2 separate regions of the Hordeum vulgare genome follow, and region 1 is linked to region 2. A link is a contact called in public Hi-C data. All regions are on one chromosome and are shown on one strand. Each heading gives the region's core, a stretch centred on a gene start, on an enhancer-like site or on the middle of the called end of the contact. The rest is flanking DNA. Distances are from core to core; before and after follow the strand shown. Region 1 holds the start of LOC123412479 (laminin subunit beta-1 variant-like). Region 2 holds the start of LOC123410525 (heat shock protein 81-1).

Region 1 (3,862 bases), core at 1,132-3,631, 170 kb before region 2:
TATTATGTTGGGAAATTATAGTACCAATGTTGGGCCTTGTCGAAAGTGCTTTATCACAAAACAAAAATCAAGGGGGTCCCCATAACAACCCCAAGCATGTTAGGAGCGCTCATTTATGAAACATAACACCGGTAGCCGAAACTAACGCGACAAAGATGGAACAAGACACCAGGCTAAAAGGTCATGCCTTCCACCATGTACCAACTATATCTGTGCATTAAATTAAATAGCCATAATATGGTGATATAACAAGGAACCCATGTTTTCACATGGAAGCAACTGCACCTGCAACGAGCAACGCTATAAGAAGGATGAGAAAGCAGTAACATAGACAAACAATGGTTTGCTGGGTTGTGGAAAGGTTAGAGGCTTTTCATGGCAATGCTGGGAGGCTTATTAAACAAGGGGTGGGCAGCGAGACATAACGAAGAAACGAGACAACTAACATGACAATGATAGTAATGGTATCTAGGGAAATGGTCATCTTGCATGTGATCCCGCTTGGAAGAAGAACAAATCCGTGAAGCAGACGAACCAACGTAGTCGAACGAATCCTCACAGTTTGGCACGCTTGCGGAACTCTATCGAGAAGAAGCAATCCAGAAACAACAATCAACACACAATAAAAACCACGACATATGCATGACATGATGTGAAAGAGTTATGATGCATCTCCATTTCAATTATGTAGGACATGGCAAAGCAAAACAATTAATACAACACATTAAATGAAGCTCAATATGCAACTCGTTGCATATTGACGAAATTACATATTTGAATTATTTAGTTCACTCCCATTTAGATACTCAACAATGTTAAATGTTATTAAACATGGCAAGAGGTGAAGCATAAATAAACTACACTATCTAGACATTTTAAAAGAGAACGGAAACAATATATAACATTTCCAAAATGACCCCATATGTTAATTTTGAAATCTGTCCAGACCTGTACTAAACATATTTTATATTTATTAAACAACAAAATAAAGTGGACCATGTGATTCTACACGTCATTCTAGTCGATTTGCATATATAGATCATTTAAAACGGAGCTACGGTCTAAAAGATATGATCATCACAAGATAATATGACATGGATGTAAAATGCATGCAAATGACAACCACAACATATTAAACATGGATGCAACAAGATATTATGAAACTACCTAAAATCCTAAGCAAGTTTAAATGAGGCAACGAACAACAATTCCGGAAATTCCCCATACGTAATTTTAAATTTGCTACAGATCTGCTTAAACACAATTTTAGAGTTGTTAAACCTGAAAATAAATGATATCATGTTATTCTACACATTTTTCTAGTCAAGTTACATATGTGGAACATTTTAATCGGAGCTACGGTTAATTAGTTATGACATAAATCGTTTCTACATGGCATTTATGCAAATTAATTAAAACAACAAGTTAATTTTTTTTAACATGCATGAAAATTGGATATTATTAATGTAAACAAAATTCTGGCCATTTTACATATCTAAAATATTTTCATCCGATGCACTGTTAATTAAATATGACTATATGAGCATTTAACCATATGCATTTATTTTGTAATCACTCGTTAATTAACAAAATTCGCACACAACACAAAAAAAGGATACATGCCGAATCAACACAGTGCACAGGGCGTCGGATAAAAATACTGTGCACAACACGACATATAACACGAGGGTGGGTGGCTCACCTTGCGGGCCATGGCCTAGGTTGGCGTGGGAGCAGATGGGCCGACGCCTGAGCGGCCCAAGCAGGGGGGCACGGCTGGGTCGACGGCTCGGCTGGCTGGAGGCGCGGCCCATGGCGAGGCAAGCCGGGGCGAGGCCCATGCGAGGGGGTGCTGGCGTGAGCGAGCGCCCGACAGTGTCAACGCGAGCGGTGCTCGGGGCACCGTCTATGACGGTGGGTGCAGGCGGCGGGGTGCCGCGCCGACGAGGTGGCGACCTTGGGCGATGGGGACGGACGGATCTGGGCGACGGGGACCTACTCCGGAAGTTTCCCACTGGATCCGGGCCGGCGGCGAGGCCCAGGCGGAGGGGCGCAGCGGGCATGGAGGATCTTCGACGGCCATGGCATCACCATGACGGCGCACGCTCGTGTGAGGTGGAGATGGCAAGGCAGCGACGAGGAGATGTATGGTGCGGGAGGCAGGGCTGGGGCGCGTGCGGTGCCGGCCACGGCTGTCGTGGTGTGGTGCAGCGCAGTGGAGGAGCTCGGGTGCGGGCGCTGCTGTGGTCGCCGGACATGTCCGGTTGGTGGCGTGAACATATCCGGGGTGGGATTTTGTGACATCCTCTACTTTTGCAACAGTAATTATTGTAATTAAGCCACAATGATCAACCGTTAATGATGCCACGTCATCGAATTCCCATCTCACACCCGCGTTGATTCGAGTTTGTCCGGATCCAAAATTTGAAATCAAAAGAAAAGTATTTTATAAATTCATGTTAAATATCAAAAGAATATAAGTATATAAAAAAAGGGTATTTAAGAAGAAAAATCAAATAGTAAAATAAATAATGAAAGAAAGAAAAGAAAAGAAATTCAAAAAAAAAAAAAGAAATCAGACCCTCCCCCGTGGCCCGACTAGGCCAAGGTGGCCGAGCCGGCCACTCCCGCTCAAACCCTAGCGCCCCCCTGGCGAGGGAGCCCTCCCTGGATCGCTCCCTCTCCCTCCCCTTAGCACCGCCACCCCCCACGCTCCCCCTCGGTCCCACCCCTCCCACCGACAACTCCACACGAGGGGCTCGCTCCCTCTCTCTCCCGTAACTCCCGTCGCCCCCCAGATCCCTCCTCCTCCTCCCGCCGGCGAGCCCCCACGGCCTCCCTCTCACCCGAGCCTCTCCACCTCCTCCCCTCCCCGCCGGCGGCCCCCCTGCCTCTCCTCACCGAGGACCCCCCCCCGGTCGGCCGGACCTCCAACACCTCCGGCGGCCGAGGCCCTCCCGGGGACCTCCCTGGTCGGCCGACCCTGGCCAGGGGCCTTCCCCCGTCGCGCCCCCCTTCCCCCCGCTCGGTCCAGGAGGGACCGGGCAGGGAGACAGGCCCCCTCGGCCCCTTCACCACGCCGGCGAGCCCCTCCCCCATCGGGCCTCCCCTACACCTCTTCCTCGCCGGAACCGCGCCGTCACCGTCCCCTTCACCACCGGAACAACGCCGTCACCGTCACCGCCTCGTCCGCCTCCACGCCGTCTCCTCCGCCCCTTCCCGCGAACTCCGGCTTCACCGGCCCCTCCCGTCAACGTCGGTGAGCCCCTCCTCGGGCTCCTCCCACCATGTCGTTCTCCTCGCCGTCCCGGTTCCGTTCCGGCAAACGAGGCTTCGATCAGTCGATGGTAGACTCCGGTAGGAAGGATTGAACATTTGGTTCTTCTATGTGGAGTTAGCAAAGAACCTTTGTGTTATATTTGTTAACAGAGAGAGGGAGATGAGAGTTTTGAGTGAAAATAAAAAAACAAATGTTGTATTCCGTATGTATGTATGTATTTGATACCCGTATTTATGTATGTATTTGCGTATATAGGCATGTGGAGAAATACGACATTTGTATGGTTATGTATTTGTGATTAAAAATGTGTTTTTGGCCTAGGGTCACTTACCGGTGGGGCCAACGCACCCGCTGTCTATGACAGGGAGGCCCCACGCGATAGTTAATATAAATAATAAAAAAATAATGTTTTTATTATATAAATAAATAGATATATTAGTTAAAATTAATTAATTAGAATAATTAGAGTATGACACGTGGGTCCCCCACTAAATTAATCTGATTAAATAATATTTAGTCTTAATTAAAACTTGTGCCTATGACGTTCGGGACCCGCTGGTCAGTTGACCAGTCAAATGTTGA
Region 2 (3,709 bases), core at 256-2,755:
GACAATAAAGGATGGAGGACGATCTGCAGGTTCGACGACGGCAATATTCGATGACCGTTTTCATTACGCGTGTGATTTTGTAGTTACTAGAATCGAACATTGTAATGGAGAAGCAAATAAAGTTGCTCATGAGCTCGTTAGACTAGCAAGATTTTCTCAGATTTTTGAATGGTGTGAAGAACCATTAGATGGAATTGTAATGTTACTCATAAACAATGTTTTGGTTGTTTCTAATGAATAAAGTTCTTGTTTTCCTAAGAAAAAGGTTGTAGACTCATTTTATTTTGGTATGTGTGATGTTACTTATAGTGTGAGTAATTACCAGCTATATTATTCAATTTATCTTTCTTCTCGTTAATTAGCTGTCACATCATCTTTTTTCCTTAAGTGACATCCATGAGCATGGTTAATAGTATAGCCAATTGTCGACTATATGATGTTGATGTGTCATATATACTCACTATTTATTGCCACACATACAACAATATTAGCTATAAGGTTGGCCATAAGAATAGTACTTTTTTCCACCTTATGCCCATCTCTTTCTTCGTATTTATTGCATTTGATTAAAAGTACGTATATACCTAGGCTCTTGCATGAAAGTCCACTATATTTACTTTTTCATCCCTCTTCTTCATATAGACGAAAATGCCATGTAAGCAGGCTATAAGGCGAAAGTGCATAAAAGCTCTCGGGTGCTAGGCCCCCCAATATTTTAAAATAATTTAGTAATTCAAAAAATTCAAAAATACATGAAACTTTTTATGAAATCAAACATAATTAAGTATTACACTCGTATAAAAATATTAAACGGGGAATGACTTTCATTGCATCCCAAGTCAAAGATTTTCCAAAAAAGGCTAGATAAAATACTATTCATGTCATATTGTCGTCATATTTTTTTTTACCTTGAAGTCAATGGAAATAATTCCTTGATGATTTTTTATATGAGTACATTACCTAGTCATATTGAATTTTAAAAAAGTTTTAAGATTTTTTTACCTTTTTTGAATTGCTAAATTATTTTTAAATATAGGGGTTGGAGCACCCGAGTGCTCCTAATCCGCTCCCGGTTATAAGACAATTATTGTACTTGTTCTATGTTCCTGCCACTATGAATAGTCTTAGGTTTAAAATAAAATAAAAAAGTCTGCATGGAATTCATACAGACCTGCAATAAAATTAACAGATTAGCAAGAAAAATTAGTCAGTGTGACCTGCTCGGTGTGCTAAATATGGAGTCCTTTTTCTACGGCTATAATAATCATGAACTATTGGGTCCTGTATTAAACTCACTCCCTCCGATCTCCGGAACCTTCCAGAGTACTACCGCAGGAGCACAATAAAAAAATAAAACGACAAGGCGCCTAAACCCAGCCAACTGACATGCGGACCAAACCATCCTATTAGCCGGCCCCACAGCCCCGTCGTCCCGAGCCCCCAACCCCCGTCGTCTCCCCTTCACGCACCTGGTAGAACGTTCGAGAGCCCCTCCTCCGACTATATAACCTTCCCCACCGCGCCCGCCTTCTCCATCCTCGCGACCCAGAGCCCGAGAACCCCGCTCCAAAGCCCTAACCCTAGGCCATCCCCTCTCCCTCCCCTCAACCCTCGTCGACTCCGCGCGCGCCTGCGTTCCAGGAGCTTCCGCTGCCGGCGGCGCCATGGCCTCAGAGACCGAGACCTTCGCCTTCCAGGCGGAGATCAACCAGCTGCTCTCGCTCATCATCAACACCTTCTACTCCAACAAGGAGATCTTCCTCCGCGAGCTCATCTCCAACGCCTCCGATGTAAGCTTCCCCGCTCCCGCTCCCGCCCTCCGTTCCCTTTCCCCTGTAATGCTCTGATTCGCGGCTCTGTTTAGATCCGTGCGCGATACGGCCCTTCGCCTTGCCGATGTTCAGTAGATCGCGTGTGTTTGTCGGTTCGCGACGGTTAGTGGAAGGGATTTCAAATCCATCGACGAATCCGCGGTTTATGCGATATTCTGTCCTGTCGCACTTCCGATACTCTGTGAGTGGAGCGTAGCCACACATTTGTTTGTTCTCTGTCCTGTCGCACGTGCGAATCTCCATGATTAGTGCTAATCGACTGTCATAAATCTACATTGATTAGTGTTAGTTGACTGTTATAATAGCTTAGGGAACATCATTACTTCCATCGTAAATTTTCCTATACGAGGTAGTAGTGAGTAGAACGTAGCTATACCTTTGTTTAATCCCTGTATGTACTGTCGCACGTGCGGAACTCAGATACCAGAGCTAATTAGACTGTTATAAAAGCTTTGGAAGCGCTGCACTTGCATTATAAATTCTCCTATATGCGGCTAGGCTTTATAAATTGTAAAACAGTCTCAAGGCTTGGTTGCCCCTGGTGTCCTAATTCTCCTATATACTGTCACCTGCATACCAGAGCTTTAAATTCGAATTCCCATGTACTTTACTCCCTCCGTCACAGTTTATAAGGTGTGCACGTGTATCTAGGTTGTCAATTTAACTTATATAAAATATATTGTTTAACATAAAAATTATATCATTACAAAATAGAATATCTAAAGTTTTTAATGATATATTTTTTGCAATATATGCCTTTCATTAAGTTGGTCAAATTGACAACCTAGATATACGTACATGCCTTAACTTATATAAAATATATTGTTTAACATAAAAATTATATCATTACAAAATAGAATATCTAAAGTTTTTAATGATATATTTTTTGCAATATATGCCTTTCATTAAGTTGGTCAAATTGACAACCTAGATATACGTACATGCCTTATAAACTGTGATGAAGGGAGTACATGGCTGGTAGCATGATTTTTTGACTTTTTTTTTTGCTAAATATGGTTTTGTGTTACTGGGTTAACCCTTGAAAAGCATGTACTCCCTCCGTTCCTAAGTCTTTTAAGATGTTTCACTAAAAGGACTACATACGGATGTATATAGATATAATTTAGAGTATAGATTCATTCTTTTTGCTCCGTATGTAGCCCTCTAGTGAAATGTCTAAAAAGACTTATATTTAGGAACGGAGAGAGTACTTACACTTATGATTCAAACTAGATTTTGGATGGTTGCTAGGTTATTGCATATATGTAATCTACATCTATGATAAATAAAAGTAAAGGCTGATACTCCTGTAATGCATTAGCTGTCTCAAAACTTTGATTTATGTCCATTATTTACTGGTTAATCTGTGATACTAAATTGCGTATTTGGGTGCTCTGATGTGCAGGCGTTGGATAAGATCAGGTTTGAGAGCCTCACTGACAAGAGCAAGCTGGATGCTCAGCCAGAGCTGTTCATCCACATTATCCCTGACAAGGCCACCAACACACTCACCCTTATCGACAGTGGCATTGGTATGACCAAGTCAGACCTCGTGAACAACCTTGGTACCATTGCAAGGTCTGGCACCAAGGATTTCATGGAGGCATTGGCTGCTGGTGCCGATGTGTCCATGATTGGTCAGTTTGGTGTTGGTTTCTACTCTGCTTACCTTGTTGCTGAGAGAGTCGTTGTGACCAGCAAGCACAACGATGACGAGCAGTATGTGTGGGAGTCCCAGGCTGGTGGCTCCTTCACTGTGACACGTGATACTACTGGAGAGCCCCTTGGAAGGGGTACTAAGATCACCCTCTACCTCAAGGACGATCAGGTACATCAAGTTATAAGAGTCTCAACACAATTTACTTGCTACCTGTTCT

Evidence for each region. A called contact is a pair of places that touch in the nucleus more often than the background predicts.
Region 1: a Hi-C map of leaf shows a contact between it and region 2, with 4 times the contacts expected there. The contact joins the promoter of LOC123412479 here to the promoter of LOC123410525 in region 2. A contact is called at or near these places in 3 of 6 Hi-C or Micro-C datasets (leaf and seedling).

What each region holds. Positions count from the first base shown.
Region 1 is chr7H:165,748,627-165,752,488 of MorexV3_pseudomolecules_assembly, reverse strand. It overlaps LOC123412479 (laminin subunit beta-1 variant-like), which reads right to left and starts at 2,381. Exons shown (of 2, transcript XM_045105426.1): 1 at 1,703-2,381. The coding sequence starts at 2,063.
Region 2 is chr7H:165,575,146-165,578,854 of MorexV3_pseudomolecules_assembly, reverse strand. LOC123410525 (heat shock protein 81-1) reads left to right here and starts at 1,505. Exons shown (of 3, transcript XM_045103473.1): 1 at 1,505-1,790; 2 at 3,238-3,660. The coding sequence starts at 1,665.